Regions from separate parts of the Sus scrofa genome. Here region 2 is linked to region 1. The links are chromatin contacts, called in public Hi-C maps. All regions are on one chromosome and are shown on one strand. Each heading gives the region's core, a stretch centred on a gene start, on an enhancer-like site or on the middle of the called end of the contact. The rest is flanking DNA. Distances are from core to core; before and after follow the strand shown. Region 1 holds the start of PLEKHA1 (pleckstrin homology domain-containing family A member 1). Region 2 holds the start of BUB3 (mitotic checkpoint protein BUB3).

Region 1 (2,999 bases), core at 178-2,677:
CTGGACATTGGTTTGTCTCCTGCACATCTTCACATAGGAAGGATGTTCTGAAGGTGTTGATAAAGATTTCGAAGGGGGAAGGATGTGATCTAAGGCTGTGTGGGGGAAGGAAAGGAAGAAGGACTCAAATGAAACAAATATTTATTGAGAACCTGGTGTGTGCCATGCACTATGACAGGCGTGGCATATAATCCTTTCCCAGCTCTTTGCATGTCTGAATAATTCTGTTTTTTTTTTTAGGATTCAGCTCAAAATTCATTTCCCCTGAGAGCTTTCCCTGACCATTCTTCTTCTTCTTCTTTTTTTTTTTTTTTTTGGACTTTGTCTCTTCCAGGGCTGCACCCGCAGCATACGGAGGCCAGGTATGGAATCCGAAACCTCCTGGTTCCTAGTTGGATTCCTTAACCACTGAGCCACAAGGAACTCTTGACTATCCTTTTTAATGAGCCCCTCCTTACACTGTCTCTTTAACTTGTTTTGTTTCTCCAAGGCATTAACCATTAACATATGTATTTATCTTTATCCTTTTTTTTTTCTTTTCTTCCTCCACCCCAAACACCCTCTGACCCAGGCTGCACTTGAGGCACATGGAAGTTCCCAGGATTGGAATTGGAGCCACAGCCACATCAATTCCAAATCGGACCTACACCGCAGCTCACTGTAACGCCAGATCCTTAACCCACCGAGCGGGGCCACAGAGGGAACTGGCATTTTCATGGATACTAGTTGGGTTCATTACTGCTGAGCCACAAGGGGAACTCTCAATGTATTTTATCTTGCTTTTTAAGGACTAGCTCCTCCTACAGACTGCAGGCTCCATGACACTTGTTCTCAAGTGTATACCAAGTCTGGCCTTGACATGGTAGGCGCTCAACAAACACTTGAAATATTTACGAGTAAATATTTATGACAACACATATTTACGTTCCAGCCTTTGGACTAATCGAATTTCTACTAAACCACCCTTTAAGTTTCTCTAAGCCTCCTGTCCTATTAAGTAGGAAGTGGATCTACAGTTCTAGAGAGAAAGAAATTGTTAGGAGCAAAAAATTGGGGTGAAGAGTTGTAAAGCTTTTTTTCCCCAGGTCGCACAATAGCCTGTGAATTTATACCTCCTGGACTGATTATGGGACAGCTTACAAACTAATTATCTGCAAAAGAATGAAACTTATTTTTAAAGATCCCTGTGCCTGGAAGTTCTAGGCGGTGACATAAGACAATCCTGAATTCCACCCTCGAGCCAAGCCTGGTCGTCCTGAAAAACTACGAATCCCAGGATGCACCGCAGTGCAAGGGCCCAGAGCCCCGTGCGCGGTCCTCCCCGAGGCGTCCGGGGTCTCCTCCCTTGGAACCAGGAAAGACGCCCGGAACCCGGCCCACCACGCCTCCAGGACCTGCGCGGGGCGTGTCGGGACTTGTAGTCTCCGCGGGCTGGGAGTGCCTGCTCCGGAATCTCGGCCGCCGTCTGGGGGCTGAGGCGGCGCGGGCACGCGTGCGCAGTGCGCAGGCGGGCCGTCGTGGGCGCCGCTCCCGGCTTCTCACTGCCTGTGGGACCCCGGGCCGCGGCGGCGCGGGTGCTGCAGGTCCAGGGCCGCTGGGAAGTTCCGCGTGAGGACCTCCGCGGCGCCGGGGCGGGGTGAGCCGGGCCGGGCTCCGAGAGCGCGGCGCCCGCTGAAGCGAGCTGGGAGGCTCGAGGGGCTGGCGGGCACTGGTGAGTGCGGGGCGGCGGGCGGCGGGCGGCGCGGAGTCCCGGCCCCCGCGGCTCCTCTGCTCGCGGGTCCGCCCTTGCGGCTGCACCTGGGCGAGGCCGCGGGGCCGGCTCACCTGCGCGCGCCAGCTCCCGGCGGCGTCGTCTTCTCGCGGCTCCTTCCTTTATTGTTGTCCTGACCTCGGCCCTCGGCGGCGTCCGGCCGAGGAGGGTGGGGAGCCCGGCGGCGGTCGCCGTCGCCGGGGAGCTAGCCGGTGGTTCTGCTAAAAAGTGCGGTCGCGCCCTCCCCCTGGACGCCCGCGCCGGCCAGCTGTCCGGGGATTCCCGGCAGGCGACGCCTTTCGGAGTGGCTCGACTTCAGGGCTGTGCCCACCGGGGCTCAGCTGCCTTGGGCATCGTTTTTTATTATTTTCATGCGCTTTCATTTTAGGACTCACCGAGTCAAGTCGACTCCGCCCTGCGCCTTAGCATCCTGCAGTGTTAGTGCTTTCCCCTCGCACCTTAATTATGCAGATGACCAGTGCGACAGCTGGAAGTGACTTATCCAGGGTCACTCAGGTAGCACCAGGGAGGCAACCGGAACCCAGGTGTTTAAGCTTAGAGGCCAGCTGCCAGTCGCACCGCTTTGGAACAGTCTTGAGTGGTTTGTGGTTTATTTCAGATGCTTTCTATTGACCCTCCTGGATAGACCATCGGAGGGGAAAGTGTGGTCATAATGAAAGTAGTGTTTACTGCTTTTGGTAGAATTGTAGTTGTGCTGTGCCCCGAAGCAGAGCAGTTGCCCTCGGCTGGGCACCTAAATAGTGAAACTCCATCACTGTTTGGGGGCAGGTGCTAGTGCAGGTTATAGAAGATACAGCCAGGCAATTTGTGCCATTTTCCTCTCCTGTTTCACCTTCCAATCCTAGTACTTGTTTTCTTATTTTACGATTGATGGTTGTCTGTTTTGATAAGATTTTCTTTGCTTTGACGAAGTCATTGCCCTTTGTGAATTAGTTTTCTAACTAGAAAATCTTACTTCCTGTGTGCTTAATGACTGGAACCAATAGTGCACTATGCGGTTTTTACCATTGTCTTTTATCTTCCAACTACTGATCAATCTGCTCTATTTTCCCTCAAGCACTCAGCTCACATACTTTCTCTGGTTAATGCCATTGAAACACGTTGCAGCAAAATTTGGGTAAGCTTTTTATGATTCAGAGAAAAACTTGAAAAAAATCATTCTGTAAAACTATATTTTTCTTCACGAAAGAACTTGGGCTATTATTAAAAAAATAGTAAGATTCATGCT
Region 2 (3,404 bases), core at 539-3,038, 740 kb after region 1:
ACAGTCGAAGGTTGAACCAACAGTGTGATTAGTTTCTAGGAATTTCTCGTTCTTATAGGTAACTAAGTACACACACACACACACACACACACACACACACACACACACACACACGGCTTTGCATTTGGATTTAAAATGATGTTTAAGACTCCATTGTGGCCAGATTTCCTATCTCAGGACTATCAATTCATTTGAATAATCAGCAAAATCATCAGCCTCCTTTCAGGGTCTAAACTGGATTTAAAAGATTGACGTTTCTTAAAACTCAAATCGAGTCCGGCTGCAACTGCATGCCCAGAGGGACCTGAATCATACACACACTGGATAATGAAATACACTTAGATTTTATTAGCGGATAATTCATGCTCAGAATCTCGAAACACTAGTAGAATTAAATAAACAACTGGGAGAGGGAACCAAATAAAATTATTTGGAGATAAAATTATTTAACCAAAATTAGAGTGGAGGCAAGGCACTGCACTTTAAAATTCTTAACCTAGCCATTAAGTTGTTGAAAGAGAACCAAGCATGAGGACTGGTGAGGAGGGAGGGCAAAGATCTGTCCTTTTGGCTGGAATATCATCAATACACTGGGCAGAAGGGTGGTTGTTGTGTGTTGACCGTGTCAAGACTCATAAAGAGAAGTGCACCTGAGTCTGTGTATTTGAATGGTTTAAGGACCAACAACACTTTTTTCTCTACCAAGGTACCTTAGAAAGTAAACACCTTAAGCTCAACAATTTCCTCCCACTTCATACGAAATCACATAGTAAAATAGTGAAAAAGACCTTATAGCATGGATTAAATTGAAAAATTTCAGTGAGCCTTTGATATTCAAGAGTAAGTCGCAGCTTCTAGTTATAAATTAAGTATTGCATTTCTTTCAGGGAGGCCAAATTATTTCTTAATACAGAAGCAACCTTCTTGATTCTTCTCTTTCTGGAAGATTCTAGAAACAGAAAATAGAGCAAACCTAACCTGGAAGTTTAGGGAGTTGTTGGGGTGGGGGGTGGATGGGGAGAAGCTTGTAGCTATCATTTCAGGACCCTACTTGAACATATGTCTAAAAGAAGCTTTTGCGCTTTAATACATTGTGAGTGTTTGTTCCCCAGTCTGTTCAACCTCCTGGACAGAGTTCCTTGAACAAACAATGGTCTGATTAATGCACATTTCCAATCTCTCACCAGGCCTGGCACACACTGGGTGCTCAATTAATGTTTGCAGAAAGATGGAATGAAGAGACAAAGAAGAGTATAAATAAGGATGAGTTTCTCTGAAGTCAGCAGATCTTACGACAGTGGTAAATGTGAGACCCTGGTTCATAGGTGGAAATTCCAGGAGAAAAAAGTAGGGAAAATACGCAATTGATTAGAGCAAATATTTCCCCATTCCAATTTTTGGTTCACTTCATGGGCATATATGTACGTCCAGTGGAAGGGAGACTAATTTAGCTCTATAAAAGTACTGACCAAAACGGGGTTATTGCGCGTGAGAAATTAACTGAGGTGGAGAGGGCGCCAAGAGTCAAACTAGAAAAAGCATCTTTCCCGCTTGCTATTCAGGAGACTACTAGGGCGTGGGCCCCCGAGGAGACTACATTTCCCAGCGTGCACATAAGGACAGGAGAGGGCGTGAGCGCTGCCTTGGCGCGATGCTCTTTGGGAATTGTAGTTTTCACTTGTCCAGGACCGGCGTGGCTGTTTCAGCCTAGTGGTGAAACGAGATCACGTGATCGGAAAGTCCGTGGTTCGCCTTTGAGCCGGAAGAGGTTGACTGGGTTGACCTACTCCCGCCTTCCGGCGGACCTATCGGCGGCCTAGAGTGAGGCGTTGGCGTTTGAAATCAGCCAATGGCAGGCATAGGCTGGAGCAGCTACTCCGCCTCCTTCGCCCGGCCCGCGAGTGCGGCGAGGGAAGCTCGGCGGCGGCGGCGGTGGCGCGCGGTGTCGAGCGGCGGCGAAGTTGCTTCTGAAGGGAGCCCAAGGTAGCGGGAAATGGTAGCCGGGCGCAGAAGTGAACTCCCCGGAAACTCCTGGGGCCTAGGGCTGGCGGAGCCGTCCTCTGGGAACCGGTTTCGCTTGTATAGCTCTTCCTTTATTGTAGGAGCATTCGGGGCGGCAGGCCTTGTTGGAGAGGCGGGCGTGCGGGAGCCCGCGGCGGGGAGGGGCGCGGCGGGCCAGACCGAAGGCTAGAGTTTGGGGTGCAGTGGCGTGAGCTTAAGAGGGGCGCGTTAGAGGGGCGGCAGTGGGTGGCGGTGAGGCCCGACCCTGGCTGGCGGGCCGGCCGAGCGCAGGCGCAGAGGCGGTGTCGCCGGCCTTCCCCAGGTCCCGCCCCCTGCTCCCCCCGCCCCCGCGACCGGGCCTTCAGCCAGTGCGGCCCCCCGGCCCCGAATTCTTGGGGACTCTCACTGAGCGCTTTTTCCGTAGATGACCGGTTCTAACGAGTTCAAGCTGAACCAGCCACCCGAGGACGGCATCTCCTCGGTGAAATTCAGCCCCAACACCTCCCAGTTCCTGTTGGTTTCTTCCTGGGACACATCCGTGCGCCTCTATGATGTGCCGGCCAACTCCATGCGGCTCAAGTACCAGCACACGGGCGCCGTCCTGGACTGCGCCTTCTACGTAGGTGTCTCCGCTCCTGCCCCCTTTTTATGTTATGAGATTCCTTTGTTAATAGCGTCCCTTTTCCAGTGTTGAGCAGGGGCTTTTGTCGTTGGAGTTATTTGTACAGCTTCACTAACTCCACTCCCTCTGCCCGAACACACATCTGCCCCAGGTACTGTTTTTTTGGTTCTCTTTTCTTTCTTTTCTTTTTTTTTTTTTTTTTTTGGCGCTGGGGACGTGCAAATGTCGGAAACTCGTTCTCCCCTTTGCTTCTAATGGAGTACCTCTGCAAACTTTCTGGGCATAATGAATTTGAAACTCAAAAGAAGACAGTAAAATTTGGCTGACTTATTAAAGGGAAGGCTTTTTAGTAACTACTAGGAATGCTTGTTTATTCTCGGTCACTGCGGTGAACAGTTCTTTCTTAATTTGATGACATAGGGTGTAGAACACTTATTTGTTCTATTTTTTGAACTTTTTTTTCTGTCTGCAATTAATGTTGAGCTTGTTGTACATCTTGAATGTAAAGGAAATAGTTGGCTGTAGAAACAGGAATTTAAAAACACTTTTTGAAGTGCTGTAAGTTTTACGAGTTCCCTTGTGGCACAGCAGGTTAAGGATCTGGCATTGTCACTCCAGCCCCTCCAATTGCTCCTGTGGCTTGGGTTCCATCCACTGCCTGGTAATTTACACATGCTGCTGGTGTGGCCCAAAAAAAATAATAATAGCTTTGTAAGTTTTGAATGATTTGAAACTTTATCTTGTAGGATCCAACGCATGCCTGGAGTGGGGGATTAGACCA

Evidence for each region. Hi-C and Micro-C count contacts between places; a contact is called where the count stands out from the background.
Region 2: a contact with region 1 is called in a Hi-C map of liver, with 5 times the contacts expected there. The contact joins the promoter of BUB3 here to the promoter of PLEKHA1 in region 1. A contact is called at or near these places in 1 of 5 promoter capture datasets (liver) and 1 of 47 Hi-C or Micro-C datasets (liver).

What each region holds. Positions count from the first base shown.
Region 1 is chr14:131,959,505-131,962,503 of Sscrofa11.1, forward strand. PLEKHA1 (pleckstrin homology domain-containing family A member 1) reads left to right here and starts at 1,428. Exons shown (of 13, transcript XM_005654150.3): 1 at 1,428-1,711.
Region 2 is chr14:132,701,300-132,704,703 of Sscrofa11.1, forward strand. It overlaps BUB3 (mitotic checkpoint protein BUB3), which reads left to right and starts at 1,789. Exons shown (of 8, transcript XM_005671519.3): 1 at 1,789-1,983; 2 at 2,426-2,620; 3 at 3,370-3,404. The coding sequence starts at 2,426.